Regions from separate parts of the Mus musculus genome. Here region 2 is linked to region 1. The links are chromatin contacts, called in public Hi-C maps. All regions are on one chromosome and are shown on one strand. The core of a region is the stretch at or near the end of the contact, and the rest is flanking DNA. Distances in the headings are between cores, read along the strand shown. Region 1 overlaps Rgs6 (regulator of G-protein signaling 6). Region 2 overlaps Rgs6 (regulator of G-protein signaling 6).

Region 1 (2,874 bases), core at 68-2,567:
CTTGTGATCGATGCAGCGAGGAAGAAGCGTATTCACTGGGACTGAGAGCACTGAGCAGTGAAGATTACAGATGCTGCAGAGGTCTGGGAGATCCAAAGTCACTGCAGAAGTCTGAGGAGGATTAAGAAATCCAGTGTCTATAGTGGTGGCTCCCAAACTGGCGTTCTGTGGTATACCCTTGGAGTCCTGTGTCGCCTTCGAAAACAGGTATTGACGTGTACTGCCACACCTGCTGCTCAGTGCTAGAGTTTCTGTTTGAGCGTGTGAGAGAATGGGACAGTGTCCTAGCCAATGAAGGAGAGAAAGAGAGGGAACTGATTTGTAAGTGAGTGTGCATGGTAAGTGAAGAGCCAGTGAAGACAGGATAGGATGCTGGCCTGTCATCTGAGACAGTGACCGTTGTGGTTTTCCATTGCAAAGTATCGTCATCCATTGTATTACTTCAGTAAAGGTATATGTGTGGATTGTGTACACACACACACACACACACACGCATGCACAAAATAAAGTGTGTGAGAGAGTGTGGTGTGTAAGCACCACTGTGATTGGCCTGCCTAATTTAAGACAATGCTGGAAGTCTAAGATTTGTGAAAAGATGGCTTAAATGGATCCGTGCACTATTCAGAGTTGTAAACACTGACTCCTATAGCCTGTGGATCACAGTTACTCTTGAAGCTGCTGGCTTAAGGGAGGACTCATGTGTGAGTTCTTGTGAGTCACTTAGGAGACACTCAGTGTGGGAGCCTTGCTATGTGTTCCCCACAGTATGTGGCTGTTCCCACAGGCCATTCTGAAACCTGAAAAGGAGTTCCATTGTTTGGCTGACTGGAGGACTAAACCTTTGGTAAGATATTATGAGGCACAGGCCTGAGCCTGGGGAGGGGTGCTGTTTCCATTACTCATGATTGGTATAAGCTAGAGGTCAGCAAACTGGCCCACGGTCCAAATTTGACTCATTCTATTCTCTTGTAAATAAACGTATTGGATAGCCATTTGTGTAGAAGGTGCTTCTCCCACATGGTGGAGCAGTGGTTAGACTGAGCTCTCTACCACCTGGATGGGTCCTGTGGCACAGTCTAACTGTGACAGTCTCTGCACTGTTTGGGGATTACATGCATTTAATTTGTTTGATTCTCTAAAGTGACTTAATTAGCCTGTCCTGTTTGAGTAATTGAAAAATTCTTCTTGGCTGTTGCTTTGTGGAAGATGCATTGATTCCTCTAATAAGGGAATTCAGTCTGTTCTAAACATCAGTCACTACTTTCTTAAAATAGTTGGGAGATGGAGACTGGCAAGCTGTTCTGTTCAGGCTGCCCACCTGCCAGATCAGGCTTTAGGCTGGACCACAGCCTGGATGCTTGCTTGTGTTTTCATCCATAGCCCCTCCTGTCCTTCCGTTCATTTGTTGTTTTCTATCTTTACACTTTCCTATCTCATAGCCACATCAATCAAGGCTCTGAATGCTCAGCCTCATGTCCATCTAAAGTGACTTGAAATAAATCTATGAAAGGCTTAAAAGCTAATATCCACATAGAGAAAACATGAAACATTTGTCTTTAGGGGTCTGTGTTATCTCACACACTTGATGACTATTTCTAAATATTTGCACTTGCTCACCAATTTTGTAATTTTATTTTTTCTTTTTTTTCAAGATTTATTTATTTATTTTATGTAAGTACACTGTATCTGTCTTCAGACACCCCAGAAGAGGGCATCAGATCTTATTACGGATGGTTGTGAGCCACCATGTGGTTGCTGGGATTTGAACACAGGACCTCTGGAAGAGCAGTCAGTGCTCTTAACCACTGAGCCATCTCTCCAGCCCAATTTCATAATTTCATTTTTTCTTAGCAGCTGAATAATAATATTCCATTTTGTAAATGAACCAAATTTTCATTATCTATTCATTAGTTGGTGGACATCTAAAGTGTTTCCAATTCCTGGCTATGGTGAACAGAGCTACAATGAACATGGGCAAGCAAGTACCTGTGTGATAAGATGTAGAGGCCTTTGTGTGTGCCCAAGAGTAGTAAAGCTAGATTTTGAGGTAGATTGATTTTCATTTATATATATGTATGTATATATATATATATATATATATATATATGTATGTATGTATTTCAATAGTTTTCCCATTTGTCATAATATCAACAATGAATAAGTGTCCCCTTCACCAGAGTGGGTTGTCATTTACTTTCTTGACTTTGGCCTTTCTGACTAGAGGTAAGATAAAAATCTCAATATAGTTTTAATTTCTATTTCTCCGTGCTAGCTAAAAGTTGAACATTTAAAAAGTGTTTCTCGACTATTTGTGTTTCATCTTTTTAGAGCTTTCTGTAGTTCTGCACTCCATTTTTAATTGGGTTGTTTGTTTTCTTGATGTTCGATTTTTTCTATTTGCTTGTTTGTATTAGTTCCTTTTATATTCTAAATTCCAACCCCCTATATAATTGGTATAGTGGATAAAGATTTTTTTCCCATTCTGTAGGTTGCTAGTTGGCTCAAATGATGGTGTTTTTTAGCTATATAGAAGGTTTTCTTTTTCTTTTTTTTTCTTTTCTTTTCTTTTCTTTTAGTTTCATAAGGTTCCATTTATTAAGTGTTGGTCTGAATGTCTGTGAATGTCTATGCTATTGGTGTCCTGATAAAAATGTCTAATTTAAATAACCACAGAAGTTGGTTAGTTAGTTAGTAAGGTGCCGTGGCAGAGGAGGCACACTCTCAAAGAAAAGGAAATAGAATATAGTATTATAAAGACATGAAAGGGGAAATGAGAATACAATGATTAAATGGTAAAACTGAATGGGAAGGAAGGGTAAAAGATGGAACATGGGGAGAGAAAAGCCATATGGAAACCTACTACTATAGAAGCTT
Region 2 (3,124 bases), core at 188-2,687, 140 kb after region 1:
TGTTGGGAAGAAGGAAGGATATAGTATCATAGTGTCCATTGTAAATTTTTTTTCATTGTAAATCTTAATTGTCTTGGAAGAAAAATGTGATCTAATGCTGTCACATACTGTCTTAGTCAGGGTTTCTATTCCTGCACAAACATCATGGCCAAGAAGCAAGTTAGGGAGGAAAGGGTTTATTCGGCTTATACTTCCATACTGCTGTTCATCACCAAGGAATTCAGGACTGGAACTCAAGCAGGCCAGGAAGCAGGAGCTGATACACAAGCCATGGAGGGATGTTCTTTACTGGCTTGCTTCCCCTGGCTTGCTCAGCCTGCTCTCTTATAGAACCAAGACTATCAGCCCAGAGATGGTCCCACTCACAAGGGGCCTTTCCCCCTTGATCACTAATTGAGAAAATGCCTTACAGTTGGATCTCATGGAGGCATTTCCTCAACTGAAGCTCCTTTCTCTGTGATAACTCCAGCCTGTGTCAAGTTGACACAAAAGTAGCCAGGACACATACCTAAGAAATGGTCTCCTCAGATCTAGAATGTCTGAGTGAAAGACGTTCAGAGGGGAAAAAAGACTGGGGAGAGGTGAGGAATGAGGGAGGCTAGAGGTGGGGAGGGGCGAGGAATGAGGGAGGCTAGAGGTGGTAGTTCCCTGAATTCAGCATCTGCACTGGCTTCCCAGGAGTCTTGGTGCTTGTCTGAGCCAGGCGGCTCAACACGATCGCTGCAGGGATGAGAAAGCCTCAGAAACAGCAGAAGACTGGGGTTCAAGGCCTTTTGTGATCTCATCCAATGATTCATCCAATGATGTAACACTAGGAGTCTGGATTTCCACAAGTTGGCTGCATGAGCTTCCCAATGTCTCAAAGCTATCTCCCAGTGAGGCTGGAGCTCAAGCCAAGTGTTTTGGCTCTCATTCCAGGGCTAAGATATAGCAAGCAGACCCTTTGAGATCAGTGGTTCTTCCTTTCTGGGGCTATAGGCAAACATCAGTCATCGAGAGCTATTCTCAAGCTTCGTTCTGCAGGATGGTGTCCAGGGTTTAGGAGGCTGGGCTCCTAAGCTAGACGAAGAAGCTGGCATTGAGACATACCTTGCAAATACAAACTCGTGAATCAGTCAACTAAAACCAGCCCCCCAAACGGTTTGCTTATATAAATTGCCCTTGGAAGGAAGCGTTGCCGTATCTCACATAAGTGTTAGTTGTTTTTCTCTCCCACAGATCCTCACTAATTTATTCTGAAGACACTGCTACATTTCCAATTTCTACTTTTATTTTAAAGTGATTCAAACATTGGGGGAAAAGTTGAACACTGGTTTGGCTGATTGCTTCAGTAGTTAAGAATAACAGCTGTCGTGTTTGAGAAGTCATTAGCGGTAATTGGCCAAGGCAAAGGGGCGTTGGCCCTGCTCTCAGAGGGCATCCAACACACGTGACTTAATAGTTGCCCGTGTATTTTGATGAAGAAAGGCATTGAGCTAACTGGGTGCAGCTTCATCCACAGTGGGCTGGTGAGTCTCTCTCCTCCAAGAGGCCAGATGTTAATTCTCCAGCTCCTTTATCCCTCCAGCCCTCTGTCATCTTCTGATTCTTCTCCACCATGTCCTCCATCTGTCTGGTGTCTTTAATTATTCACTTATCGAGCTAATATTTCCTGTGCCAAGAAGGAATGTTAACAGCTACTGAAGAAGGTGGTAGATACTGTGAGAACAAGTCAAGGGTAACCATATGAAGTGTAGGGTCCAATGGAAGGAAATGTTAGGGATGAAATCACACACTTAGTGAATGCCTGGTGGTATTCAGGGGCGAAGTGTACCATAATAGAGAAGACAGGGCTGAGCAGTAAGCCAAGACAGGACATATGTGTTGGGGCTAGACAAGAGAGATGGCTGAAAGAAGACACCTAGGCCAAGGGAACATGTCACTGTTTGGGTCTCAAATGTCTCCCACAGGGTCATGATTTGAAGACTTAGTCTTTAGTTGGCAGTATTGTTTTTGAAGGCTGTGGAACATTTAGGAGGTAAGGCCTGGCTGGTAGAAGCAGGTCCCTGGGAACAGGCCTTTGAAGGTGATCCCTGGCTCTGGCTCTGGCTCTGGCTCTGGCTCTGGCTCTGGCTCTGGCTCTGGCTCTGGCTCTGGCTCTGGCTCTGGCTCTGGCTCTCTGGCTCTGGCTCTCTGGCTCTGGCTCTCTGGCTCTGGCTCTGGCTCTGGCTCCGGTCTGCATTCTCTGCTTCCTGGCCCACACAGTGTGAACAAGCCTTCCTGCCGTGCTCCTGCTACCATGAACTTGACCTTGCCTTCTCTACTACAATAGACCAAAGTCCCCGAAATAGGAGCCAAAAGAAACTCCTCTTCCCATAAGTCGCTGCTATGACACATTTTGGTCACAACAGGGAGAAAAGCAACTCAAGCAACTCGTACCAGGCAGCATCTCATGCAAAGTCCTCGTTATGGAAAGGACTCTGGCAGGGAGGATGAGCCAGGCTGCGGCCAAAAAACTGGGAGGAGTGAGGCCGGAGCCCGGGAGACGTGACTCTTGAACGCAGTGGGGGGGAAACGTCGAGGGCTTCAAGTGAGGGTGACATGGCCAAGTGGGAATTTTTAAAAGACCACAGTATCTGTTTAAGCAGAAAAGCAGAAATAGCAGTGAAAATGGGGGAGGAATAGGGGAGGGGCAGGAGAGGGGATAGGGAGGAAAGGGAAAGGGGACAATGAGAGGGGGGAGAGGAGAGGGAAAGGAGAGAGACAGGGAGATAGGGGAGAAGGGGAGGGGATGGTGACAGGGAGGGAGATGAGGAGAGGGGAGGAGAGAGAGGGAGGGAGGAAGGGAAAGAGAGAGAGGGAGAGAGAGAGGGAGAGAGAGGGAGAGAGAGAGGGAGAGGGAGAGGGAGAGGGAGAGGGAGAGGGAGAGGGAGAGGGAGAGAGAGAGAGAGAGAATATGAATATTCCCAAATCCTATCAGGCTTGGTAGACTTGAGTTGTGGAAACAACACTCTTGTTCTTCTGTATTCCAAAGTCTCTTGAGCCAGTGCACTTCATCTTGAACCGCCTTTAACCTTAGTCCCTTGTGAATATACTTCCTCCATTAAAACCATAAATGACTTGGAGACTACTTTGTTCTCAGTTC

What was found. A called contact is a pair of places that touch in the nucleus more often than the background predicts.
Region 2: a Hi-C map of cortical neurons shows a contact between it and region 1, with 1.9 times the contacts expected there. The contact joins two enhancer-like sites. A contact is called at or near these places in 3 of 484 Hi-C or Micro-C datasets (cortical neurons, cranial neural crest and forebrain).

What each region holds. Positions count from the first base shown.
Region 1 is chr12:82,860,119-82,862,992 of GRCm38.p6, forward strand. The region is part of intron 2 of Rgs6 (regulator of G-protein signaling 6); the gene reads left to right. Among named protein-coding and RNA genes, the nearest start is that of 1700085C21Rik, 78 kb to the right of the region's middle. Within about 2 kb of position 1,318, at least 3 of the 459 cell types and tissues checked have an H3K27ac peak or open chromatin away from gene starts, as enhancers often do. A contact at or near this core is called in cortical neurons, where this site is marked.
Region 2 is chr12:82,998,029-83,001,152 of GRCm38.p6, forward strand. The region is part of intron 3 of Rgs6 (regulator of G-protein signaling 6); the gene reads left to right. Gm31308 (a long non-coding RNA gene) reads right to left here. Exons shown (of 2, transcript XR_381770.3): 2 at 1,249-1,651. Among named protein-coding and RNA genes, the nearest start is that of Gm31308, 5.0 kb to the right of the region's middle. Within about 2 kb of position 1,438, at least 19 of the 459 cell types and tissues checked have an H3K27ac peak or open chromatin away from gene starts, as enhancers often do. A contact at or near this core is called in cortical neurons, where this site is marked.